2 separate regions of the Mus musculus genome follow, and region 2 is linked to region 1. Evidence: chromatin contacts called from public Micro-C data. All regions are on one chromosome and are shown on one strand. The core of a region is the stretch at or near the end of the contact, and the rest is flanking DNA. Distances in the headings are between cores, read along the strand shown. Region 1 holds the start of Uncx (UNC homeobox). Region 2 holds the start of Cdx2 (caudal type homeobox 2).

Region 1 (4,804 bases), core at 2,302-4,801:
TGGCCTGCGCGGGTGGTGCGGGGGGCGCGGGGGGCGCGGGCGGCGCGTCCTTGGGCACCAATTCAGGGCCCGCTCCGCCCTTGAGCGCTGCCTGTGGCACTAGGAAACCCAGGGGCTGCGTGATGGGGTAGAGCAAGAAGTGGCCCTTGCCAATCAGGGTCCGAGGTGCACACGGCAGCCCCGGCGTGAAGTCCAGCCCCGCAGTGGCCGCAGCGTTGGCTGGGGTGGCTTTGCGGCGCGGTGGCGAGTCGGACAGCAGGCTCTCCACGCTGAACGGGCTAGCCTTAGGCAGGCCCGCAGTCGCCGCCGCTCCAGGCCCGCAAGGGACCGTGTCCTTGTCCGCCGGGCGACCTAGCCGTGGCTGCGAGCCGGCGCCGCTTCTTTGGCTCGGGTAGAAGGCGGGATCGCAGGTGCCAGGCGCGGGTGGCTCGCCAGGAGGTACCGGAGCGGAACCCGCGATGCCAGAGCCGTGCGCTCCAGGACCCTTGGCCGCGGCGGTCGGCGGTGGCGGCTCGGGTGGCTCTGGAGACAGGCCTCCGCCACCGCTGTCGCTGTCGGAGCTGGGCGCGCTGTGCAGGGACAGGCCACCGGGCGAGTGCAGGTGGCGGCTCTGACTCTTGAGCAGTTTCTTCTCGTGTTTGCGTTTCTTCTTCTCCATCTTCTCCAGTTCCTTGCGAGCGATCTCCTCTGGGTCCATGGGCTCCCCGCTGCACGTGGTCGGGTGCGAGTTGTGGGCCGGCCGGCCAGGGCCCTTTTTGGTGTTCTCCTTCTTTCTCCATTTGGCCCGGCGATTTTGGAACCAGACCTAGAACAGCCGGACAAAGGGGGGATGGGGGAAGGCACAATCAGGCTGGCTAGCCTTCCGCGGGGGCCGCGGGCCTCCCAAGCGCGCCCCAGACAGGTCTGAACAACCTCGGCTCCAGCGGGAGCAGCCGGATCCAGGGCTAGCTCTCCACCAGCCCTTGGATGCTGATACTCGGGTTGCAGCTTCTGGCCAGCATCTCATCCGCCCGGAAGGAGCATAGATGGGCCTCTTGGCCAGTTTCCCCGCTCTCAATTCTCACCTCCGGCCCCAGGGAGCTGCCCCTTCCTCAGGCAAGCCCCGTGTCGCCTGTGACCCAGCGCTGTCCAGAGTTCCTGGTTGGGGGTAGGGGGCAGAAGCAGGCCCCAGTTTGCCCTCGCCGTGGTCTCTCAGTTCTAAGGGGCCTGGCCTGGTGATCAGGAAAGGCTGTGCTGAACCGGCAGCCCCTGTGTTGGGGGGGGGGGGGCCAAGAGATGCTCAAGGCCCACATTGCAGGGTCTCCCTTGAAGGGAAATCTGGTTACTTCTTCCTCAAGAAGGGCCTGTGAAGCCGAACTTGGATGGACCTTCATTAGCCCAGCTCTCCCAGCACAGCTACGCACATCATTCGTTATGCAGGACCTAGGACCAGGGACCACAAAGCTTTTCCAAAGCAGTCCAGCCTAGCCTGACCTGGGGGGATGGGGGGTGCCACAAGGTGGGCAAGCAGGCCCAAAGCTGACCACCAGCCCCCCCCCCCCCCTTGAGAGCAGGGATGTTCTGTAGTCCTTCCTGCTCTCAGCAGGTCTTGTCTGGGACAGCCAAGAAGAATTTAAAGATCACAGCAGCTCCCAAGACCACCACCGCTCCCTGGGCCAAGGACCTGGGCAAGGCTACCATGCCTTGCAGAATGTAGCAATGTAAAGGCTTTGTTGTGGCCCGTATAAAGTTAGCAGGATTGCACAGCAGACCTGCTCCAAGGGAGCCTGGTTTGTGCAAAAGTCTCTGAGACTAAGCCAACACCCTGGGAAGCTTTCTCTTTTCTTTTTCAAAACTTTTTTTTTTTTTGGAGGGGTGCAATTTCCAGATTACTTCCTCATCAGAAATTTCTATCATATTAGAGGGGATATAAAAAAGATTCGGACTTCACTTAAGCCACAGAACAATTTGGAGAGAGGGATTTTTAAACAGATGAGAGCAGGCCAAAGCCCAGGACCCAAATATTTCAGGCAAAGCTATGGCGCTAAACTGGTATTTTGCCAGCGTCTGCCTCCACCCCAGGCACCCACTAATAACACAGACCCCAAGGTTTCTGTATTCTAGGAAAGCATCTATTATGCAGACATTAATTCTGGAATTTTATTACGCCAAATTAACGCTGCTTTTTTTTTTTTTTTAATGAATACTGCTTCCTGACTCCTCATGAAATCGAATAACGAAGAGGTTGGGGAGGGAGGAATTTAATGGAGAAGAATCTTAAATTCAGATGCCCTTTTTTTTAAGCCCCCTCTTTTCCAATGTGTTAACCGCGAAAGTTTCCACCTACTCTCCCACAAATGCACCCCCCCAGCGGCTGTTTGTAAGACGATGGATAAATGCATGTTTCTATCTTAATATTTCACAAGCCAGAAATAAAGCAACAGATCTGTCAGCTTCGAGGATGGGAGAAAGCCTCTGTCAAGAGCGCCCAGGCCAGGGCCCACTTTGTCCCCTCCTGGAGGGCTTTTCGAGCCTCGGCAGCCTTTCCAGACTGTGCGCCGCGGCCGCAGCCAACCTACACCCGGCTTCCCCGAATCGAACGCAGTCACTGCAGTGGCTACTGGGGCGCCACCAGGATCTCTCCCCAATCACCTCGGCACTCTCAAGTTACTCACCTCCAGATGGGAGAAGGGGTTCAACCCTCATAATCCCCACCATGGCCAGCAGCGCGGAGCCTGAAACCACCTCCCCGCCACTTAGAACAAAGGTGGCCCTGCCTCACCGCGCTCTGCACGCCTAGTGCGGGATCTCGGACTCCTTGGGCGACACCAATCTTTACCTGAACTCGGGACTCGACCAGGTCCAGGCGCAGCGCCAGCGCCTCGCGCATAAACACGTCCGGGTAGTGGCTCTCATTGAACGCCTTCTCCAGCTCCTCCAGCTGCCAGCCGGTAAAGTTGGTGCGGGTGCGTCTCCGTTTGCAGCCGGGGCTCTCCTTGTCTGGATCCCCCGAGTCTGCGGGCATGCACAGGACGCTGCAAGGCTCAGCCACCTGGCAGATGCTTGTCCCGCTTGCACCCACCTCGGGTGCGGGGTGCACGGAGGAGTGGGTCGCTATTCTCCGACGGCCTGGTGCACCCCACCCCGAGGCCCCCCGTTGTGTTTCCCCGTGTCCCCGCCTCCAGCCTACCTGCAAGCTTGAAGGGCTGGCTTTCGCCGGCCACCCCGCAGGCAGCCGGCAGCAGCGGCGTGGGGTTGACCACCGAGGCGGCGGCTGCAGCGCACGAGCCGCTGAGCAGGCCGTCGATGGAGAAGGGCACCGAGGCCGCGGCAGCGGCGGCGGCGGCCGACTGCAGCTGGTGACCGGCCAGCTCGTACACGTGGTGGTGGCCCAGCGGGTAGGGGAAGCCCACCACGCCGCCCAGCGAGCCCCCGAACTGGGCATGCGGGTGCTCCAGGAGGCGACCGTCCATCATCTCGCGCGCGGGGCTGGCGGGGCGCGGGGGCGCGGACGGCGGCGGGGACAGGGGCCCGGAGCCCTACACATGCTTCGGCCCGCGCTCCGCCGCTTTACTTTATCAACATCAAGCTCTCGATAATTAGCCGCGGCCCGGGGAATTTGGGACCAATAAGAAGCGCTAATCGGCTCTGACGTCAGAGGCGTGCTGGGTGCAAGGAAACGTTTTCCATATCGATTGCTAATTATACCTGACACGCACCTCCATAAACAGTATCAGGAGCTGTCACAACAAGACGGGGTGGGGAGGGAGGGGCACCGCCGCGCTCGGCCGGCCGGGGGCCCCCGGCGAGCCCCCCACTCCTGCTCCCCGCCGCTCCCGCCCCTCGCCTCCTTCTAATAGATTTCCCTTTAAAACATTCGCCGGCGTGTTGTGGGGATTTTTCACCAGAAATGCTGTACTCTCTGAACCTTTAAAGTGATGTTGCTCCAATTACAGAGAGACATTGAGCGGCAAATAGACTGATCCAATAATGGGAGATTCATCATCCGCTCTTTCCGAAACTGTCACATTGAATTTAAAACTACAAGGGCTTCTCTACCAGCGGCCTCTCCCGGGCTGCGGGCTGCCGCGAGCGGCGGAGGGAGGAGGAGGGGGAGGAAGAGAGGAGGAGAGGAAGGGGAGAGAAGTGTCCCGACGAACTGGAAGACCAAGGGGAAGAAAGAGGAGGAAGAACAAGCCCAGGAGGGAGGGGGAGAAAGGAAAGGTTTGGGGGAGGAGGAGTGCAGAAAGAGAAAGGGAGGAAGGAGAGGAAGTGGATGGAGAGGAGGAAAGGATGGAGGGGAGGGGAGAAGAAGAAAGGGAGGAGAATGGAGGAGGAAGGAGAAGAAGTAATGGGGGAGAAAGGAAGGAGAGAGGAGTGGAACCAGAAGCGATGGAAGGACAGAGAGAAGCGAGAAGAGGAGAAGAGAAAGCGGGGAGGATAAAGAGAAGGGAGAATGAAAACGGAGAGTGGAGAGAAGGGGAGGAAGGAGGGGAACAAGGCAGAAAAAGAGAAGAAAGGGAGGGAAGTGGGACTAGATGGACGGAGAGACCAGAATGAAAGGGGGAGGGGAGAAAGGGAGAGGAGAGGAGGGGAAGGGGGGGAGAGAAGAACCTCCAAACAGTGATCCAGCCAAATGCGGCCCCCACCTATAAGGAGTCTAACCCGACGCCCTCCTCCTTGATTGGCAGTTACCCCATCAATATAGACAGGGTGGTGGCAGCTGGGGCACCCTAACCCCACTTAACTCCCACACATATGGGTCCTGGATGCCAGCCCAGAGGAGGAGGGAGCATGGAAGGAGGAAGGACAATGGTAACTTCAG
Region 2 (5,461 bases), core at 375-2,874, 7.8 Mb before region 1:
CCTGGACAAGTGCCCCCAAGAAGGACACACGAATGGACACACAAGTGCAGGGCTCCAGGCAGGAGAGAGCATTGTCAGCATCCTTGGGTTGCAGACACCATCAGCTACAGCAAAGCGCGACTGTCCAGCGAGGACCTGGGTAGTTTGGAACGTCATGTCTGAAGTGGCAGCCCCAATCTCATCAAGCTGCCTTTGCAGACAGACCAAAGTCTCAAGAGAAAAGGGCCAAGGTTGGCTTTCTCCCACACCCAAAGGTTCTCCTGTAGGGTTCCAACCTCAGCCTTGGCTCAGAAAAGTATTTTCTTCCGTAGCAGTAATGAATAGCGACAACGGTGGATTCATTCCGTGGGATGAAAAGCAAATTTCTGCAGAGAGAGCTTTCACTTTATAAAGGACAGAGTGCTGTTTTAAACTAATTTAATGCTTTAATATTTATTTTATTATTATTTATGGGTATGGCTGTTTTTGACTGCATGTATGCCTCTGTATCACTCACGTATGGTGGCTGGACACCAAAAGAGGGTGTCATATCTACTTGGGCTGGAGTTCTGGAGTTTTGAGCCCACCAAATGGGTACTGGGAATTGAACATGGGTCCTCCGCAAGAGCAGGCAGTGTTCTGGCTGAGCTATCTCTCCTCAGAAGAAAGTGTTTTAAGCATGACATAAGACAAGAATAACTAGATAGGTGTCAGCACAAATACTTCCCTTGATTAAAACAAAACAAAACAAACAAACTCTTAAATACACTCAGGAAAAACACAAGTGTAATTGTGGAAGTTTCAAACCGAATACGTCGTGTAATTAGCATTTTGCTTAAGGGAGAGAAATATATCAGGATCCCAGCCATCCACTAATTACTGCCTTCCATATCGTGGGTCCAGTTGTTGGCTTTGAAGAGGGTTTCGATTGTTTAATGTAATAGTTTTTAAAAATGAATTGCTTTCCTTGAACTTAAATCTTAACTGTAAGACAAATCCTGGGGTGGGGGGCGCAACCTGGAGGTAGAATCGTCTTTTCTCTTTTGTAGAGGCCGAGTGGTTTCCTTTGACAAGGAAATAAATGTATTGCTGAGGGTTGTCCGACCGTCCGTCCGTCAGTCTCCTCCTGGTTCTCAGAGCGGGAAGGAATAGCCTTCACCGCAGCTCTACAAGCCACCTACCTCCTGGGTTGGTCAGAAAGCTCTTCAAAGCAATGACTTCCCTCCCCCCCCCCCCCTTTCTTGACCACCTTCTGCCTGAGAATGTACGAAAGGCTGCGCCCGCCCGTTTCCAAACCCAGCTTCCCACCAAGCCTGCCTTTCTGGACTTCCCAAGGCGTTTGCAAGTCTCTTCATTTCAGTCTTTGAACCTGTGATTGGAGGTTAAAGTGCACCCAGGTTGGAAGGAGGAAGCTCGTAGCTAGCAAGAAGGGCCTGAATATTCAGCTGTGATCTGGTCGCTGCCCTCTCAGGAGCGCCCCCCTCCCCAACTTTTAAAATGCAAATCGTGTTTCTGGGGGTGGTGGTGGTGGGGACTGTGTGCGTAGCGCGCTGCGCCTCGACGTCTCCAGCCATTGGTGTCTGTGTCATTACTAATAGAGTCTTGTAAACACTCGTTAATCACGTAAGGCCGCTGGCCTGGGACTCCGCGAGCCAACCTGCGGCGGGTCATCCCCGCCTCTACAGCTTACTGGCAAGGAGGTGGGAGGAAAGAAGGAAGAGAGGGGAGGAGGCAGGACGGAGGGAGGGACTGCCCGGGAGGCAGAAGCTCTGCAAGGAGCCGACGGAGCACCGTGGGCTGAGGTGCAGCCAGCTACCTTTATCTCTAGCCCCCTGCGCCTCGCGCCTCTGGCAGCCTTCAACGTTTGTCCCCAGACAGCATGGTGAGGTCTGCTCTGGGTCCCTCGCCACCATGTACGTGAGCTACCTTCTGGACAAGGACGTGAGCATGTATCCTAGCTCCGTGCGCCACTCCGGCGGCCTGAACCTGGCTCCGCAGAACTTTGTCAGTCCTCCGCAGTACCCGGACTACGGTGGTTACCACGTGGCGGCCGCGGCGGCTGCTACGGCGAACTTGGACAGCGCTCAGTCCCCAGGGCCATCCTGGCCCACCGCGTACGGCGCCCCTCTCCGCGAGGACTGGAATGGCTACGCACCCGGGGGCGCTGCGGCAGCCAACGCGGTAGCCCACGGTCTCAATGGTGGCTCCCCGGCCGCCGCTATGGGCTACAGCAGCCCCGCCGAATACCACGCGCACCATCACCCGCATCATCACCCGCACCATCCGGCCGCCTCGCCGTCCTGCGCCTCCGGCTTGCTGCAGACGCTCAACCTCGGCCCCCCGGGGCCCGCAGCCACCGCCGCCGCCGAACAGCTGTCCCCCAGCGGCCAGCGGCGAAACCTGTGCGAGTGGATGCGGAAGCCCGCGCAGCAGTCCCTAGGAAGCCAAGGTAAGCGGTGCCGGGGCGCGCCCCAGGTCCCGCGTGCGTTGGGGCTGTCGCGGGCTGTCTGCCAGCTCCTAGCCAGGACAGGAGAAGGGGCAAAGGGGGAAATACAGGTGGATTCATCCCAGGAGTGTATATTTGTGTCTCGCTCCCCCAGGTTTGTTTAGGGCAGTACCCCATTGGCAACCTCGGGACGCCTTCGGAAGCTCCCGGTAGTGTCCTAAGCACTGTCGCCCGCCGCGAGCTGAATCGTGCCCTTGAGTTGGCTGCCTCCCGCATTCCTTACACCGTTCCTGGCCGAGAGGGTCGGGCCGCTTGGATTCTCTTTGCCGTGCCTACTCAACTTAGCTACCTGCTTTTCTTCTTCCATCTGAGGTACCCCCCCGAAAGGGCCAGGGAGTGTGGAGGCTGCGCCAGGATCAGTTTGGCCATTAGGGTCTACTGAAGGGGTCGGTGCTGCTGCGAGCACAGACGCCGCGGTGCGCCCCTGGAGAGAAGGCGGAGCCCCCCAGAAGCCTCGGAGGAAGTGGGGGAACTCCAGGGTCCCTGACTCTTCCCTCTCTCTGCCAAGCAAAGTCTCTCATAGAAATCCTCTCTTAGCATCACAGCGGACTCGGCTTCTTAAGAAGGTTTCTTCCTGACCCTTCCCTTCTAGAATCTCGTGTGTCTGAGAGTGTTGTGTGTTGGATTCGGGAGATTTTTCACGAAAGACCCGAGATTGCCGGTCTGTGGGACTCACAAGCTCTGTTTGCCCTTTCTGATGTCCGGATGTGTATAGGAGTGGGAAGGAAGTGAGCAAAGTGTGACAGGGAGTGGTACTAAGAGTCCCCCCTTTTTTGTTGTTCCGTGAAGCCTTCTCCAGCTCTTTGAGCTTCCGCTTCTCTGGATTTGCTCCTTGTTGGCACAGCCAGGCCACATGCCCGGGTTATGGCCACTTTGAGGAGGTTTATAGCCAATTACAGCCGTATAAATCAGAGCGGCACTTGGGGGCCTGTCGCTGGACACTTCTGCGTCACTGCGCACACCCCGTCAACATCTTGGTGGGCAATGCTGCCGGAGTGAAGTCTCCAGATTAGCCTCCAGTGGGCTTTGACATTGTCATTTCCAGGAGGACTTACTCCTAAACCGGTTCTCCGCATAAACCCTACTTTCCCAAGCCTGCCTGAAAGGTAGTGAGCGGAGGATCGCCGGTAGGGGTCTTAGCCCTCCGAAAGAACTTTTGCGTTCAGGGGGTGGGTGGTCCGAGACTAGGGTCCTGGGAGGGGGAGGAGAACCTCAGGAGCCCAGGCCGCGGGGTCAGCAGATGAGAGGTCGCTGTGAAGTCCCGCGCCGAGGTGGCAAGACCGCTGTCGGCGCCGGGCGCCCTTGTGATGTTAATGTAGGGAAGCTGTGGCCCGCAGTGCCGGAGCCCGACTCTTCTGCAGAGCGTCATCTGTCAAGGGGCAGAGGCGTGTACGCCGCCCGGCCGGCTTTGATGTACACCTTTCAGCCCTGCCATTGTCTCTTTTAGGGCCCGGAAAGAGGGTGGTGACTTTCGCAGTCAATAATGAATTCTGACAACTCCTTCTCATCCCTCCCCTCTTCCAGCCCCCCTCCTTGGTTCCCAGGGGGTGCGGGGCGCCTGCAAGCCCTTGGGGAGCGGACCGCAGGGCTCACGGACCATCTTTGCGTTCCTCAGCCAGCGCGTGGTGCTCTAAGAGCAGCATCCGTTCTAGGGCGAGGACCGCTGTGGGAAATTGTTCTGCGCCTCGCTTCCCAGGTCTGATAGTTTTCTTTAGTACTACAAGCTCTTTGCTATTCGGTCTGCACACTTAAGATTTGGTTCTGTCGTCTTCTGTGGAGTGGGGCACTAGCGAGTGTGTTACAGGCTCCAGTGAGCCCGCTCCCGACCGGTTGGATCCCTTTACTTCCAAAGCAGGCGCGGGGTCGGGGCCGCAGCGCCCATTCAAATGCGCCTGCGGGGCTGTGTTTATGTTAATGCTCCTGGCGGGGAAGGGGATGAAAGCTGAGGCCGCCATTTGCTCAGTAGTGGTAATTCAAACAGAATGCGGTTGTTATTAAGGCATTGAAAGCGCTTTTCTTTGATAAGATCGCCTTGTCTTGCATTGTTTGCGACTGTGTTCCCCTTTCAGCGGCGGGGGGACCTCTCTCTGATCCCTCCTGTATCTTCCCAGGACACTTTTGTAGTGGTTTGCAAAGGTTTTTACCTGAACAAAGTCAGCCTGCGGGGCCTTAAACACCCCTGGGCAACTCCCACCCCTTAGATCTCCTTGTTCAACTAGGCACTGAGCACTAAAATCTATCTGTTTTGATGTGAGACCTCTCCAACTTTGGACGTGGAACAGTTCCTGGCCAGCATTCTGTCCATTGAAGCATCCCCGACTTAACCGGGTTGAATAGCCAGACTCCTGCCTGATCCAGCAGCCCCGCGCTATTTGTCAAGGTCCTTCAGTAAAACAATCAATCCAAGATTTAATATGTTGACTCAATCCAATGATCACAGGTCACTTGGTCAGGATAGTTGCCTCGGGGGATAAATGGGAAATTAAAAAAGAAAGAATGCCCCAGGCCAAACCTAGCTGGGCAGGTGAGACGCGTTCCAAGTAGAAGGATTTTCCTCCTGACAACATGGAGATAGCACTCAGAATTCCAGGGCAGGACTTTGTGTGTGGTACTGGTGACTGGTGGGGATCTGCCAGCCCATGCATCCATCTTTCCACTATATTGAAACAAAAGGTAACTACCCGCTTACCTTGACGCCACATCCCAGGTATTTTCAAAGTGGCCTGCTGTTTCATTTCTAACAAGTCTGAAAATGTGGATATTGATATTCCTGGGGACTCTGGTCACTTTCCCACCGCCCTTTTTTCTGATCCTAAATATACTATATTTGATTTATGGAAAGGAGGGGTGCTGTGTGAGAGGTGTTCCTTTCAGGTTAGTTGTGCCTCCAGGCTTACACCCCCCTTCCCCAGGATCCTGTGAGTGGATATTGTCAACCTGGGTAGTAGACACCCCCCTCCATCAGTGGATGGAGAG

Evidence for each region. Hi-C and Micro-C count contacts between places; a contact is called where the count stands out from the background.
Region 2: a contact with region 1 is called in a Micro-C map of embryonic stem cells, with 17 times the contacts expected there. The contact joins the promoter of Cdx2 here to the promoter of Uncx in region 1. A contact is called at or near these places in 4 of 39 promoter capture datasets (cranial neural crest, embryonic stem cells, hippocampal neurons and 1 more), 11 of 484 Hi-C or Micro-C datasets (embryonic stem cells, epiblasts, germline stem cells and 1 more), 1 of 115 datasets of contacts at active chromatin or transcription factors (embryonic stem cells) and 1 of 9 other capture datasets (embryonic stem cells).

Annotation. Positions count from the first base shown.
Region 1 is chr5:139,542,645-139,547,448 of GRCm38.p6, reverse strand. It overlaps Uncx (UNC homeobox), which reads right to left and starts at 3,551. Exons shown (of 3, transcript NM_013702.3): 1 at 3,170-3,551; 2 at 2,819-2,994; 3 at 1-805. The coding sequence starts at 3,455.
Region 2 is chr5:147,303,412-147,308,872 of GRCm38.p6, reverse strand. Cdx2 (caudal type homeobox 2) reads left to right here and starts at 1,624. Exons shown (of 3, transcript NM_007673.3): 1 at 1,624-2,428. The coding sequence starts at 1,891.